Regions from separate parts of the Sus scrofa genome. Here regions 1 and 3 are each linked to region 2. Evidence: chromatin contacts called from public Hi-C and promoter capture Hi-C data. All regions are on one chromosome and are shown on one strand. The core of a region is the stretch at or near the end of the contact, and the rest is flanking DNA. Distances in the headings are between cores, read along the strand shown.

What was found. Promoter capture Hi-C pulls out the DNA fragments that hold promoters and counts their contacts. Hi-C and Micro-C count contacts between places; a contact is called where the count stands out from the background.
Region 1: a contact with region 2 is called in a promoter capture Hi-C map of liver, with 1.7 times the contacts expected there. The contact joins the promoter of LOC100514530 here to the promoter of MRPL48 in region 2. A contact is called at or near these places in 1 of 5 promoter capture datasets (liver), 8 of 47 Hi-C or Micro-C datasets (fetal heart ventricle, heart right ventricle, liver and 3 more) and 2 of 2 datasets of contacts at active chromatin or transcription factors (alveolar macrophages and skeletal muscle).
Region 3: a Hi-C map of alveolar macrophages shows a contact between it and region 2, with 2.2 times the contacts expected there. The contact joins the enhancer-like site here to the promoter of MRPL48 in region 2. A contact is called at or near these places in 1 of 5 promoter capture datasets (liver), 10 of 47 Hi-C or Micro-C datasets (alveolar macrophages, embryonic fibroblasts, fetal heart ventricle and 3 more) and 2 of 2 datasets of contacts at active chromatin or transcription factors (alveolar macrophages and skeletal muscle).

The regions. Positions count from the first base shown.
Region 1 is chr9:8,279,291-8,283,666 of Sscrofa11.1, forward strand. LOC100514530 (cytochrome c oxidase assembly factor 4 homolog, mitochondrial) reads right to left here and starts at 1,879. Exons shown (of 2, transcript XM_003129636.4): 1 at 1,657-1,879. PAAF1 (proteasomal ATPase-associated factor 1) reads left to right here and starts at 328. Exons shown (of 12, transcript XM_003129635.4): 1 at 328-1,981; 2 at 3,297-3,337. The coding sequence starts at 1,935.
Region 2 is chr9:8,218,376-8,223,041 of Sscrofa11.1, forward strand. MRPL48 (39S ribosomal protein L48, mitochondrial) reads left to right here and starts at 3,266. Exons shown (of 8, transcript XM_005667101.3): 1 at 3,266-3,861. The coding sequence starts at 3,670.
Region 3 is chr9:8,263,530-8,268,485 of Sscrofa11.1, forward strand. It overlaps MRPL48 (39S ribosomal protein L48, mitochondrial), which reads left to right. Exons shown (of 8, transcript XM_005667101.3): 7 at 1,443-1,532; 8 at 2,958-3,722. The coding sequence ends at 3,032. Among named protein-coding and RNA genes, the nearest start is that of PAAF1, 14 kb to the right of the region's middle. Within about 2 kb of position 1,577, at least 9 of the 83 cell types and tissues checked have an H3K27ac peak or open chromatin away from gene starts, as enhancers often do. A contact at or near this core is called in alveolar macrophages and skeletal muscle, where this site is marked.

The sequences.
Region 1 (4,376 bases), core at 629-3,128, 60 kb after region 2:
CTTTTTAAATTCTATGGCTGGAGAATGACAAAATTTAACACTTGGGAGAGTACCCAACCATGGGTAGGGTTTAACATACAGGAGGGATGAAGAGAACTGTGTGGCTGTGGCACAGAGCATAGAGGGTCCAGGACAAGCAATGAGTCCGTGAGGTGTGAGGGTACCTAATGTGAGGTGTAACCGCCCAGACTATGTGAGCACAATCATCCGCTTCATGACACCAAGCACAAGGTAGCATACAGAAGGAACTGAAGAAAGGCAGCGAGAAATGACCTCAGCCTTTGTAACAACCATAGGCTGTAAATGAGCTAAGGCTCCTTAATGCCCCTCCTGGGTCTCTGATTCACTCTACAAATGATCACTGAGTACCTATCACATACCAAGCACTATGCTAGAGTTGAGGATACATGAGTGACCAAAACAGAGACAGTTCCTGCCTTTATAGAGTTTACAAGCTAGACAAGTAAATAGGTTATTTACTTGTGTACAGTGTGTACAAAAAGCGAAGATGGGGAACAGAGCAGAGGAATACCTAAGCCAGACAAGAGCAGGACTAGACACCTGAAGGCTTCCTGGAGAAAGTGATTTCTAAATTGAGACTTGAAGGATAAATAGGAGTTGGCCAGAGATATAAAGGATATTCCTGGTCAATGGAAGAAAACGATGGGGGTTCTGAGACAGAATTTGACATGAGAGGAACTGAAAGTTCTACATGATGAGAGAAAAGTGAGTACAGGAAAATTAATGAAACTGGTGAGATGAGAAAGTATCTGATCACGGCAAGGCCTTGTGAATCATGTTAGGGTGTTCAGAGAGCAAGTGAGAAGTCACAAGAAGGATTTAAGCACTCTATAGCCCTACACAAAACACATTTGCTTTGGAGGCAGTATAACCTAAGGGAGAGGGGAAAATGGGCTTCGAAAACAGACTTGGACTGGAAACAGCCTTGTCACTGACTCATTGAGTGTCTTTGAGCAAATTACTTCATAATCTCTCTTGAAAAAAAGATATCTACCTCACAGGATCAAGACTAAACGAGATAATGCATGTAAGGAGTCTGGCACATCCAAAGAGTTCAGTAAATGATAGCTCCTATTACTATACATGTTTCCTCTTCCTAAAAACACTGTGAGCTCTTTAAAGGCAAGAGGCAAACCTCTTAGAACAAGTACGGTAGGAAGAACAGTGCCTTGGATCCTAAGCCAAGAAATCCAGGTTTGAATACAGGCACCTCGCCTTGCTATGCACACGCATTAGCATGTAATCTTTTAAAGTGTCCTTCTAAGGTAGTATTTAACTCGCAGAGTTACTGTACGGATTAATATGCTAATAAGTGATATGTGCTTAGACTACAACAGGACTCAAATAAATGCTGCCTTTTCTTTCCCCACCACGACCCGGCTTCAGTCTTTACTGGATTAAAAAGAGAAAGACTTTTGCTTAGGGAAGGCTCGATGGTCGGCAGCTCGTTCGCGGAGGCCAGCGTGGACTAGGAAGGCATGGAAAGAATGGAAAAGCAGAGAAATCCAGGCGGCAAAGTTACTTAAAGTCCTCTCCCCACTACAGAGCGTACGCATGCGCGCGCGCAGCCGCCGGGCACATCCCGATTGCGCCCGCTATGCTTCACCGCGCTAGGACTTGGAACACAGTGCTCACCCAACAGGCCAACTAGAGGACCCAAGCGCGCCCTCCTGCACAACGGCGTCAATTTTGCAGGCAATTGGAACTCTTCCGACCCTCCCGTCAGGAACAAGCCTACTGTGAGATGCACGCGCCTGCAAAGGGGTAGGGAGGGGAAGAGGACCCCCCCCCCGCCACATTTCATTGGTGGCCTCTTGGTGTAGATCCCGCCCTTCGTTCTGCACGCGTCGCCTTCGGGGGCACCCACTTCCGGGGTAGAGCGGAAGAGGCGGGCTGGTGGAGGCGGGGTCAAGATGGCGGCGCCTTTGAGGATTCAGAGCGACTGGGCTCAAGCCCTCAGGTGACTCCAAGTCCAGGACTGGGACGGAGGAGGCGAGGCGGGTAGTGGATGTTACCTCTGCGTTATCGAGAGCCATGCCCGATCCAGGATATCCATAGGAGTTAGTTTATCGGTTGTTGAGGCCTAGAAATATGTTTCAGACCCTCATGGTCAGGTTTTCATTCTCAGAAGAGCCGTGCTGAGGCCAAGGAAACTCATATGCTCCGTGTGATCCCAGAGGCAGAATAGGATCAGTGAGTTAGAAAAAGACAGGAAAACAGGAGGCAGGAAGACTCTTTGCAAGTAGTCATGGTCATTTAGCAAATATTTATTGGTCCTCAGCTATTTGCAAAAGTCCGAGTATACTCACCACCACCACAATAACTTTGAGTGTGTGATGGAATCCTTGCATTCTCCTTGGCCCTTAGTAGTCATGTTTTACAATTCCATTGAGGAAACAGTGTAATGCCTACCTTGTCTAGGTTCTGACCTAGATAAATATTCGGTGGAGTTCAGATGTGTTCTCTAAACTTAAGGGGTGGTTCCTGCTCTCAAGAAGCTAACAGCTTAAAAAAAAGTAGCAGCAGCTAACAGCTTAATTGGAAACGCACAGCAAACCATTTATTCACTTAACATATATTTATTGGTCATATACTGTGTAAGTTATGGTGGGCACCAGAGTGAGTACAGCAGTGTCATGAATGGTGCTTTTTTTTTTTTTTTAAATAGCTGCCCCTGCTGCATATTGAAGTTCCCTGGCCAGGGGTTGAATCCTAGCTGTAGTAGCTGTAAACTGTGCTGCTGCAGCAACACTGGATTTTTTTAACCCACCAGGCCACAGTAGAAACTCAGGCAAATATTATTACTAATAAGTTTTTCAAATTGAAACAGTTGTGAAGATTAATAAAACATAGTCTCCTGTGTTTAAGAAACTTACAGCTTACTAGGTGGGCTGAAATAAAAACATGTTACTGTAACACAGGATGTGTAATAGGAAGAACAATGACATTTATTGAGGACCACCAAGTGCCTTTGAGAGAACACAGTCCAGAATCAGGAAGTAACTTGCCCAAGATTCTGCAGCTAATAAGCATTTCATCAAATATTTAATGAAATATTTGAGCTTCATTGAGTCAACAAATCTATGCATTAAACACTTAATCTGCAGATATTTCTTCAAGTAAACAAAGTTTGTCTATGCCTAGATGAGATGTTAGATTAGATCATGTCTGAGTACTGTGGCCAAACTAGAAATTATGCAGTCTTTCTCACCTGCATCAGTAGCATCCTTTTTGACACTGAATGAGCCTAAGTAGATTTTTATCTCTCTTCATAGGAAGGATGAAGGGGAGGCCTGGCTGAGCTGTCACCCCCCAGGTAATGTCTTTAAATCTGTATGACTTCCCTTTAGAGAAAGGATTTACTACCTCTGAAAGAGAGCTTCCTACTTTCTCCTGGCCCAGACTCCTTGCACAGTGCTGAGTCTTCAAATGTTCTTCATTCTGTGTTGTACTGGTGTCATTCCAACTCCATTCTAGGGGAAGGCCTTCAGATTGGTTTTCAATTTGGAAGGCAAGACTTGTTCATGGAGGCATTGTCGATGCATTTAATGAGACTCTTTTATTGTACTCTAAACATTTATATAGCTTCAGTTATGCCCTTCCCTGCTCATGATTCCTAGATCTATAGCTCTAGTTCTGACCTCTCTTCAAATTCGAGAGATTAAGTAGTTGTCTGCTAAATGTTTCTGCTTAAAGCTCTCATAATCGTCTTTAGGTTATCAAATCCAAATCCTGAAAGCTGAGCACTTCTGTTGTCAAACAGGTTCTCGTTCTTGATTTTCTCAGGTTTTTTGTTTTTGTTTTTTTAATTAGAGTATAGTTGGCTTGCTTACAGCGTTGTGTCAGTAGATTTTCACAGTTCTTAGGTTACCACCATTCTGGGATCAGAGTAAAAAACCTGGTCATTTCACCCTGCCACAGCCAGTGCCCAAGCGATGTTATTGTTCATCTCAGTGACATTTCTGTCTTATTTCCATCCATTGGTTTGCAGTCACTGTGGTAACATTACAATTTTTTTTCCTTCTAATTTGTGAGAAAGTTTCGTTTCACTGATTATTTTTCATTTCAGAGACTCTTGATGTCTTTATATAATCATATAGTCTATTTCAATGAGAAATAGAGGTTTTTTAAAATTATGGTTAATTTACAGTGTTGTGCCAATTTCTGCTGTACAGCAAAGTGACCCAGTCATACATGTATATATATATATATACACACACACATTCTTTTTCTCATATTGTCCCCCATCATCTTCTGTCCCAAGAGATTGGACACAATTCCCTGTGCTATACGTAGGACCTCATTGCTTATCCATTCTAAATGTAGTAGTTTGCATCTCCTAACCCCAAACTCCC
Region 2 (4,666 bases), core at 2,016-4,515:
GTTGCTGCAGTGGCGAGGGTTTGATCCCTTGCCTGGGAAATTCCACATGCTGTGGGCATGGTCGAAAAAATAAATATTTTTTTCTTTTTTGCTTTTTAGGGCTGCACCCACGGTATGTGGAAGTTCCCAGACTAGGTGTCACGTCGGAGCTGCAGCTGCTGGTGTACACCACAGCCACAGAAACTCGGGATCTGAGCTGCATCAGTGACCCACACCATAACTGACGGCAACTCCGGATCCCTGACCCACGGATCGAGGCCAGGGATGGACCTGCATCCTCATGGATACTCGTTGGATTCATTTCCACTGAGCCACAATGGGAACTCTCAAATAAATTTTTTTAAAAAGCCTCACAATTGGAGTTCCCTGGTGGCTTAGTAGGTTAAAGATCTGTCCTTGTCAGTGCTGTGGCTTGAGTTGTTGCTGTGGTGCAGGTTATATCCCTGGCCTGGGAACTTCCACATGCTGCAAGTATGGGGGGGCAGTGGAAAGGAAGAAGAAAAGGAAGCTTTCAAGCAGTTCTCCATGATATATTATCATGGGCCAGGCCTTGGACTAGATGCTGGAGTACAGAGACAAATCCTTTCCTTTGAGCAGCTCACAGTCTGTAGAAGGATGAAGTAAGAAGGTGGGAGCCTTGTTACCTGGAATGTGACCTGTGCTGAGGTGCATCTTGGTTTCCCCAAGGGAGCTTTATTTTTTGGAGGCTGGAGACAATATAAGTCAGAGAAGCTAAAGAGTAATGGATGTGCAAGGATATATGATGTGTCCTTCTGGGAAGTTCAGTAAGCTCATTTTCCTTTATAACACATGACATCATCAACAGAGCTTGGCAACAATAACAGAGATTCCGACGCATTCATGGATATTGCTAAGGTGTCTTTACATCTGTATACACCGATTTCACCTCCCTTTTAGTTACTTGATTCCTTACATTTTAAAGCATTCTAGGAGTTCCTGTTGTGGCACAGCAGAAACGAATCTGACTAGCATCCACAAGGACTTGGGTTCAATCCCTAGCCTCACCCAGTTGGTTAAAGGATCCGGCATTGGAGTTCCCATTGTGGCTCAGTGGTTAAGGAGTTCGACTAGGAACCATGAGGTTGTGAGTTTGATCTCTGGCATCGCTCAATGGCTTAAGGATCTGGTGTGGCCATGAGCTGTGGTGTAGGTCGCAGACACAGCTCAAATCTGACATTGCTGTGGCTGTGGCGTAAGCCAGCAGCCACAGCTCCGATTAGACCCCTGGCCTGGGAACCTCCATATGCCACTGGTGTGGCCCTGGAAAAAGAATAAATAAATAAATAAATAAATAATAAAGTATCCAGTATTGCCAAGAGCTGCGGTATAGGTCGCTGTTGCAGCTTGGATCCCACGTTGATGTGGCTGTGGCCTAGGCTGGCAGCTGTAGCTCCGAATCAACCCCTAGCCTGGGAACTTCCACATGCTGAGGCTGTGGCCCTAAAAAACAAAACAAGTAAAAAAATAAAGTATTCTAGTTGTCTTGGGAATCCTTGTACTTTGATACACAGAACTAATGGTCCCCTTCTTCCTCCTCTTCCCTCTTCTCTTCTGCTTCCTCCCTCCCCAGAGTGTATGAACAACACAAAGACGGATTTGTCTCTTACCGGATCGCACATATGTGGACTAGACAAGGAAGGACCAGACTCTTTGGCCTAGCCAGTATGCCCTTTTGGAAACTCATAGTTGCAGTCCTTTGCAGCAGAAGGAGCTCAGGTGCTGAAATCAGCCAGCTCAGCCCTTACAGTGTGACTTACGTAAACCAGGTAACCTCCGTTCCTCATCCATGAAACGAATGCAATGATCCTCAGCTCCACAGGGTCGGTGGGAGGATAAAATGAACATACATACCTGAAAAGATCTGGCCTAGCACAAACCAAGAATTCGAAAGTGTTTTTTTTTTTCCTATTTAATAATTGACTTCTGAAATCCCAAGAGCTTTTAGATAACCGGTCACTATGGTGGAGGTGTGACTTGTATGCTATTTCGCCAGGAAGAATTAATTGCCATCTCTGTCTTGCCTCAGTACTTTACACACAATTCTGCTATTTCATCTGCCACACTATATGATAATTATTGGTAACTTTCTCTTTCCCATGTTTGATGGCAAGTTCCGCAGGCACTGAGATCCTGTCTGATTAATTCATGCCAACATCTAGCACAAGATGTGGAGATGTGACTTCTAACCTTGACTTAAAGGCTGACTGACCCTAAGGGAAATTTTCTGCAATTCAATTGCCTCATAATAATTGATAATAACTATTTTTTTTTTCGGCTGCATTTGCAGCATGAGGAAGTTCCCTGGTCAAGGATTGAACCCGTGTCACAGCAGTGACCACACCACTGCAGTGACATTGCTGGGTCCTTAACCAGCTGAGCCAGGAGGGAATTCCTCTTTTGTCTTTTTGCAAGTAGCCATTCTAACATGTGTAAGAGGATATCTCCTTGTGTTATGATTTGCATTTCCCTGGTGATTAGTGATGTTGAACATTTTTTCGTATTATCTGTTGGCCATTTGTATGTCTTCTGAGAAAAGTCTCTCAGATCCTTTGCCAAATTCTAAATCAATTTTTTTTTTCTTGCTATCAAGTTCTGTATATATTTTGGATATTAACTTCTTGTCAGATGTAGGATTTATAAACATTTTCTCCCATTCCATAGGTTGTCTTTTCACTCTGTTAATTTTTTGCTGCACAGAAGACTTTTAGTTTGATGCAATCCCTCTATGAGCTATTTAAGTGCAGGGACCTTGCAATACTCATCTCTGTGTTCCCAAGGTTCTATCAAAGGACTGGTACAAAGTCATGCTAAGGTGATGGACAATGTGTATAAAATAAGTAAATGAATGTGGGCTGTGACATTATCTCATGTAAGAAGGCGCGTGTCAGAGGGAAAACATATTGCATAAATGAGACTGAGTTTGAAACTCATCTGTGCCTCAGTTGGCTGGCCCCAGATTTATCTCTGAACCTCCTGCAACATCTTCACATGTAAAATCCAGTGATAATATTTCACTAAGGAATAAATTATAAGGAGTAAATTAAGCGATGCTCTGAGCATAACGCACTGCACATAGTGGCCACTCAATAAAAAAATAGTTATTGGAGCCCCTGCTGTGGTGCAGCGGGATCGGCGGTGTCTTGGGAGCGCTGGGACTCGATCTGATCCCGGGTGCACAGGGGGTTAAGGATCCGGCATTGCGGCAGCTGCGGTTCAGGTTATGACTGCAGCTTGGATCTGATATCTGACCCAGGAGCTCCATATGCCGCGACGCTGCCAAAAATGAGGGGGGAAAAAAGGAAAGGAAAAAAGTTATTATCAATTATTATGAGGCAATTGAATGCCAGAAAGGCTCACTTAGGGTCAATTAGCTTTTAAATCGAGGTTAGAAGTCAGATCTCCACATCCTGTGCTAGATGCTGGAATGAATTAAGCAGGCAGAATTTTAGTCTCTGAGGAACTCCCAATCAAACACGGAAAGAGCAAGTAACAAATTACTAATATATAGTGTGGCAGATGAAATAGCAGAATTGTGTAAAATATTGGGGCAAGTCAGAGATGGCAATTAATTCTGCCCGGAGAAATAGCAGCGAAGGTGACACTCGAGCTGCAGTGAGGGCAGGGTCTGCGGGGATTTCTAGACACTGAATGTCAGAAGCTGCCGGAACCAAGGTGCTGCGGGAGTTGAATGCGTCTCGGTCGGATATTGTTACTGGACCGGATCAAGGCCGTTCCGTCAGCATTTTCAGACCCCCAGGGATCGCAGCTGCCTGGGCCGATCTTCAGTTGGCCCGACTGCACACAACGCGACAGCAAAGGATGAACGGAGCTCTGGGAAAGGTAATGTCGGTTCCCCGCACGCTGGGCGCGGGGGGAGGTGGTGAGGAGAGCAGAGCTGGAAGGTGACCGCAGGGCCGTCACGCCGCTGCAGACATCCGGGTAAGAGACACCGGCGAGCACAAGGCTCTTCCCGGCAGCACGCGCGGCGCCCTCTAGTCCTCGGGCTGCGCTGGGTCCTCCTCTCCCGGTGCTGACTCTGCGGCGCTATCCGCGCGCCACGCCCCCTCTGCGCAACCCTGGGGGACTTTGGCCTGGAGAGAGAGGGACCCCCGCAAGGAGAATCAACCCGGTTAGGCCCTGATAATATGTATGACCTCGAGGAGGTCATTTGATTTTTTTTGCTTTACGTCAGCAACTTCCAGGCTTTTTCTGAATAACACCGTTTTTACTTGCTGAACAGACTGGGTTGTGAGGCTACGTGGCGACAGGGGAAGGGTAATAATAAACTACATTTTTACTTTCCAAACCTTACTTAGGTGACTTCAATAAAACCCTGTAAACCACATAAATGCATTCTTTGGCTTTCCCTTGGCCTCTTAAGCGATTTAATAGATTTCCGTTGTGCTTTTTTCAATTGTATCTTGCTGCTTAGAATAATGACTTATTTCAGCAAATTATGTTAAACTTTCATTTGAGGGATGAATTTGGAGACTCCACTCTCATGATACATAGATCAGCGTGGTCATGGCTGCTCACAGATCTGCTAGTAGTCACTTTGGGGCAGCCCCTGAATGTCTCCAGGTTTGTTTCCTTAAAGAACAAACCTCGCTTCATCCTTAATGAAATAACTCACTGTTGTTCATCC
Region 3 (4,956 bases), core at 327-2,826, 43 kb after region 2:
CTCCTTTGCCCTCAGGTATCTATTCACTCCCAATTCCATGGCTTCTACCCCTGAAGACCTTTCAGATCCATGTGCTTTTCTTTACCCTCGTATCCGTGTGATTGTGTCATTTTCCCATCTCGAACCCCTCAGTGGCTTCCGTTGGGCACTGTACCCATTAGCAGTCACTCCTCTCTCCCCACCCCCTTAGCTCCTGGCAGCCGCTAATCTACCCTCTGCTTCCATGGTTTTGCCTCTTCTAGACATTTCTTTACATGGAATTCTGTAAAATGTGGCCTTTTATGTCTAGCTTCTTTTACTTAGCATGTTTCTAAGGATCATCCAAGTCGTAGCATCTGTCAGTACTTCATTCCTTTTTACCGACAAGTAATATTCCAGTGTGTGGACATCACCCTATTTTGATCCACTCCAGAAACATATCAGGAAGGTAACAAGAGGAGTTCCCCTCATGGCTCAGCAGTAATGAATCCGACTAGTATCCATGAGGACGTGGGTTTGATCCCTAGCCTCGCCCAGTGGGTTAAGGATCCAGTGTTGCTGTGAGCTGTGGTGTAGGCCTGCAGCTGCAGCTCCAACTTGACCCCTAGCCTGGGAACTTCCATATGCCGCGGATGCAACCCTAAACAACTGGAAAAAAAAAAAAAAAAGTAAGGAGAACTGTTAAGGTAGTAATACCCTAAATCTATGTTAATTTTTTAAATAATTAAAATACAATCTTTGGTTCTTTAAATATTATCAGGAATAAATTATTTGAGCTACGTTTTATGGCAGATCTAACTTGCCACTGAGGCCACAGGATAAAGTTTGAACTGATAGATGATCACCTAAGTGCCTTCATCATTTTCCTCCTGCTTCTCCTCTTCACGTCCCAATTCCTTCCAGCCACTCGTGGATCTAGTTTTCATCCCCTCCCCTCGCCCGCACTATGCTGTTCTTCCACGTTTTACTGAATATTGTTGCCTCTGCCTTCAAAAACTCCGCACCCTGTTTTTCTTCAAGACTCCAACCAGCTGTCACTCTTGGTGGCTTTCTTTGATCTCCCGGATTCGGTTAGGTGGGTGTTTCTCCTGTGGGTTCCCTTCTATCACACATCTGACTCACTGCTGGATTCTCAGCACAGGCTCTGACCCCAGTCAGGTCCTGGTCTAGGTGGGTGAACCTGAGTCGAGTTCAGGAAGTCGTCCTGGACTTAACCTCTCGGCCCGGTTAGGACATTCATTGCCTACAAGAGCAGATACTGGCCGTGAGCGTCTCAGCAGGCAAGCACTTTGGCAGATGGCAGGAGAAATCCCGAAAGGGCCGGGCGCCCAGCACAGCTCTGAGTGTTACTCCTTCACCAAGGGCCCTCTGGCTCTGCTGCAGCGGACATCGGAGCCCTTGCCCTGTCTGTCCAGTCATTAGCTTTCAGCACTTCTCTCAGAGCCTCTTCTTTCCTTTTGCAGATCAGCGGTTTGAGTGCTACGTTTGCAGAGATCTTCTTGGAAATCATCCACAGTAATCTTCCTGAAGGAGTCAAATTGTCAGTGAGGGAGGTAGGTGCTCGTCTGAGATGAGGCCCCCTGGTGGCCCGCCTGTGCTCTACATGCAGACGAGCCAATCTAGACCTGCTGGCTTTAGAAACAGTGAAGGCTCGTGGACAGTAACCAGGAAGGATGCTCGGGCCGCTTCACTGTGGTCGTTATTCTGGCTCCTCCAGCGCGCAGGGACGATGCACTCTAGTCCAGGGAGCTGAACTGTATTACAGCAACCAGATGCCAGGGTGAGCGCATTACACCCCAGAATTCCCTCACTTCAGGTAGGTGTGTAGCAAAAGGAATATGATTTAAGATCACATACAGTGTAATTAACCAGAACACAAATAGGGAAATGTACTTTAGAGAGAAGGTCCCTCGATCTTCAAAGCTTGGCTATAGCTTGACTGTAATCAGTAAAGAATGCCAGTCAAGGAGTTCCCATCATGGCTCAGTGGAAAACAAATCTGACCAGTATTCTTGAGGACGCAGGTTCAATCCCTGGCCTCGCTCAGTGGGTTAAGGATCCAGCGTTGCTATGCTGTGCTGTAGGTCGCAGACAGGGCTCAGATCTGGTGTTGCTGTGGCTGTGGCGTAGGCTGGCGGCTACAGCTCCAATTAGACCCCTAGTGGGTGTGGCCCTAAAAAGCAAAAAAAAAAAAAAAAAAAAAAAAAAAAAAAAAAAAAAAGAATGCCAGTCAGAATGTCTTGTGTGGTGCAGGATTAAGGATCCAGTGTTGCTGCACCTGTGGTATAGGCTGCAGCAGTGGCAAGGGTTCTGTCCCTGGGAACTTCCCCATGCTTTTGTTGCAGGGGGGAAGAAAAAAGCCAATCAGAAGAAAGTTTAGCATGGAAAACTTGGAATACATTAGGAACTTTAAGGGAACTATATCCAATCTCTTGTGATAGACCATTATGGAAGATAATATGAGAAAAAGAACATATACATATGTTCTAAAAAGACCAAAAAAAGAAAAATTTAATAAAATAAAATCAACCATCACACGCACAGACTCAACTTGGAATTTTAGCTTAAATACTGAGTATTTGGGTCCGGTTGCCATGACGACCCTTATTATGACACATACATCAGGTCATTTTAGACCATCTGTTATTTCCTATTGAAAATGGAGACCTTTGACATTCTCTGTCTCTTTTTTAAAGTGCGCCTATTGTGGTAGACATAGCATTTTGACATTAGTTCTTTATACATCTGTCTTCTCTCACCAGACTATAACTTCATTTAAAGCAGGGAGGAAGTCCAATTCAACGTTGAACCCTTGGTGCCTAATACAAGTCTGGTACCTAGTGGATACTCAGCAAAGTTAGTTGAATCTAAATCATTCTCTACAGGGCCGGCTGCTGGATGCTTTGCTGATGCTGGTGTGTTTGAGTAACTGAAAGCTCTATTGTAATTTCCTCATATTGTCTTTTTCTTCTCCTCAGCACACGGAAGAAGACTTCAAGGGAAGGTTCAAAGCTCGGCCAGAACTGGAAGAACTGTTAGCCAAGTTGAACTAGCTCATTGCACCCGTTGCATGCCAGCACTGTGTCAGGGAGTGTCAGGGAGAAGAGCTTCCTTGGCGGCCCAAGTTAAGCAGGAGACTCTAACCTTGTTGTCATAAATTCCCATCTCCACAGCCAGGAATGCCTCCTCGCTTGTGTGGAGGAGTGCCTGCCAATTGTCACCACTTTCCTTAGAGCCAACCCTAGTATCCTCCACCGAATAAAATCTGCTGCTGCTACACGTGTGTGTGTGTGTGTGTGTGTGTGTGTGTGTGTGTGTGTGTGTGTGAGAGAGAGGGAGACAGAGAGACAGAGAGGTCAGTCCATCCGTCCTGTGGAGTATCTGTAAGGGATTTGATTTTCTCTTGGCCTGACGCTTTAGCACCCGAGCACATTCCCCTTCAGTGTTTCTCCAATTAGAGTGAATTCATCCTTTAAATCAGTTTGGCATGGAGTCTCTGTAGTGAAACAGATGATCATAAGTAAACTCTCTGTGGATAGAAGGCATATGGAAGGAGATTTTGTATAGTTAAGAAAAAAAAAAACCTCCATATAGAATCAGGGTCTGTCTGTAAGTGAAAACATTTACCTTGTCGGGTAGTGAACAACTTGTAAGTATGCGGGTAGATGTTACATGACTACAAATTGGGGTTGCCTGGAATGAGTTTAACCAAAGAATTAAAGGTTGATTTTGATTCGGTGTCAGAAAACTGGGCTTGTGAGCTGTATCCCACCGCCTGCTTATTTGCTTTTTAAAAGTAATTTGGGAGCTCCCTGGCAGTCTAGTGGTTGGGACTTGGCACCTTTCATCCCTGCAGCCTGGGTTCAGTCTCTGGTTTGGGGATCTGAAGCTATATGCCACAGGCAAAAATGTAAAATAAAAGTAATTTATTGAGGCGAAATTCATGTCACAAAATTAACCAATTTAGAGCACATAATTCAGTGGTATTTAATATATTTGCAGTGTTGTGCAGCCTCTATCCTGTTCCAAAATTCCATTGCCCGTTTTTTTAAATAACGTTTTATTGGAACAGAGCCCTGCTCATTCATTTACATATTGTCTGTAGCTGCTTTTATGCTACAATGGCAGAATTGAGTAGTTGTGACAGATATTGTGAAGCTAATACATTTATTATGTGGCCCTGTGTAAAAATGGTTCGTCAAACCCTACATCCTTTGTTCTCAACCTTAAGCATGCATCAGGATCACCTGGAGGCCTTTTAAAACATTAATTACTAGATTCACCCCCATATTTTCTGATTTAGTAGATTTTTTTTTGTTTTTTTGCTTTTTTTAGGGCCAAACTCGAGGAAGTTCCCAGGCTAGGGGTTAAATTGGAGCTGCAGCTGCCTACCTACACCACAGCAACACCGGATCCTTAACCCACTGAGCAAGGCTAGGAATCAAACCTGCATCCTCATGGATCCTAGTCAGGTTCATTAACCACTGAGCCATGAAAGAAACTCCTGATTTTGTAGATCTGGAGCGAGGGTGATGCTGATACTGCTGGTCCAGCGTTGGCCTCTTTGAGAACCACTAGTCTAAGGGACCTCCAGTGTTTTCCTAGTCTGAGCGTTAGTGCATACTCTCCTACATAATAGCTCTCATGTACTGAGCTGGACCCTTTGCTAGGTACTACAATAGCTCTAGTTCTCACACCAGTTTTTTAGGGTGTTTATGTGAGTGTGCATGTGGATGGTACCCGACTGTGTGAAAATGTGTAAGAGCACATGAGTGTTTGAATGGTGTATTGCACTCACATTCTCTGAGCCCTAATTATACTTTGTCCTTGCGGTTGATGGTATTGCCCCAATTTAACAGGTGGAGAAACTGAAGTTTGGAGAGATGAATTGACTTCCTAGAGTCACACACACAGCTAGTAAGAGGCAGACCTTTCTCCCCTGTCCCCCACTGCTGCTCGGGGACCCCTACATAGAGG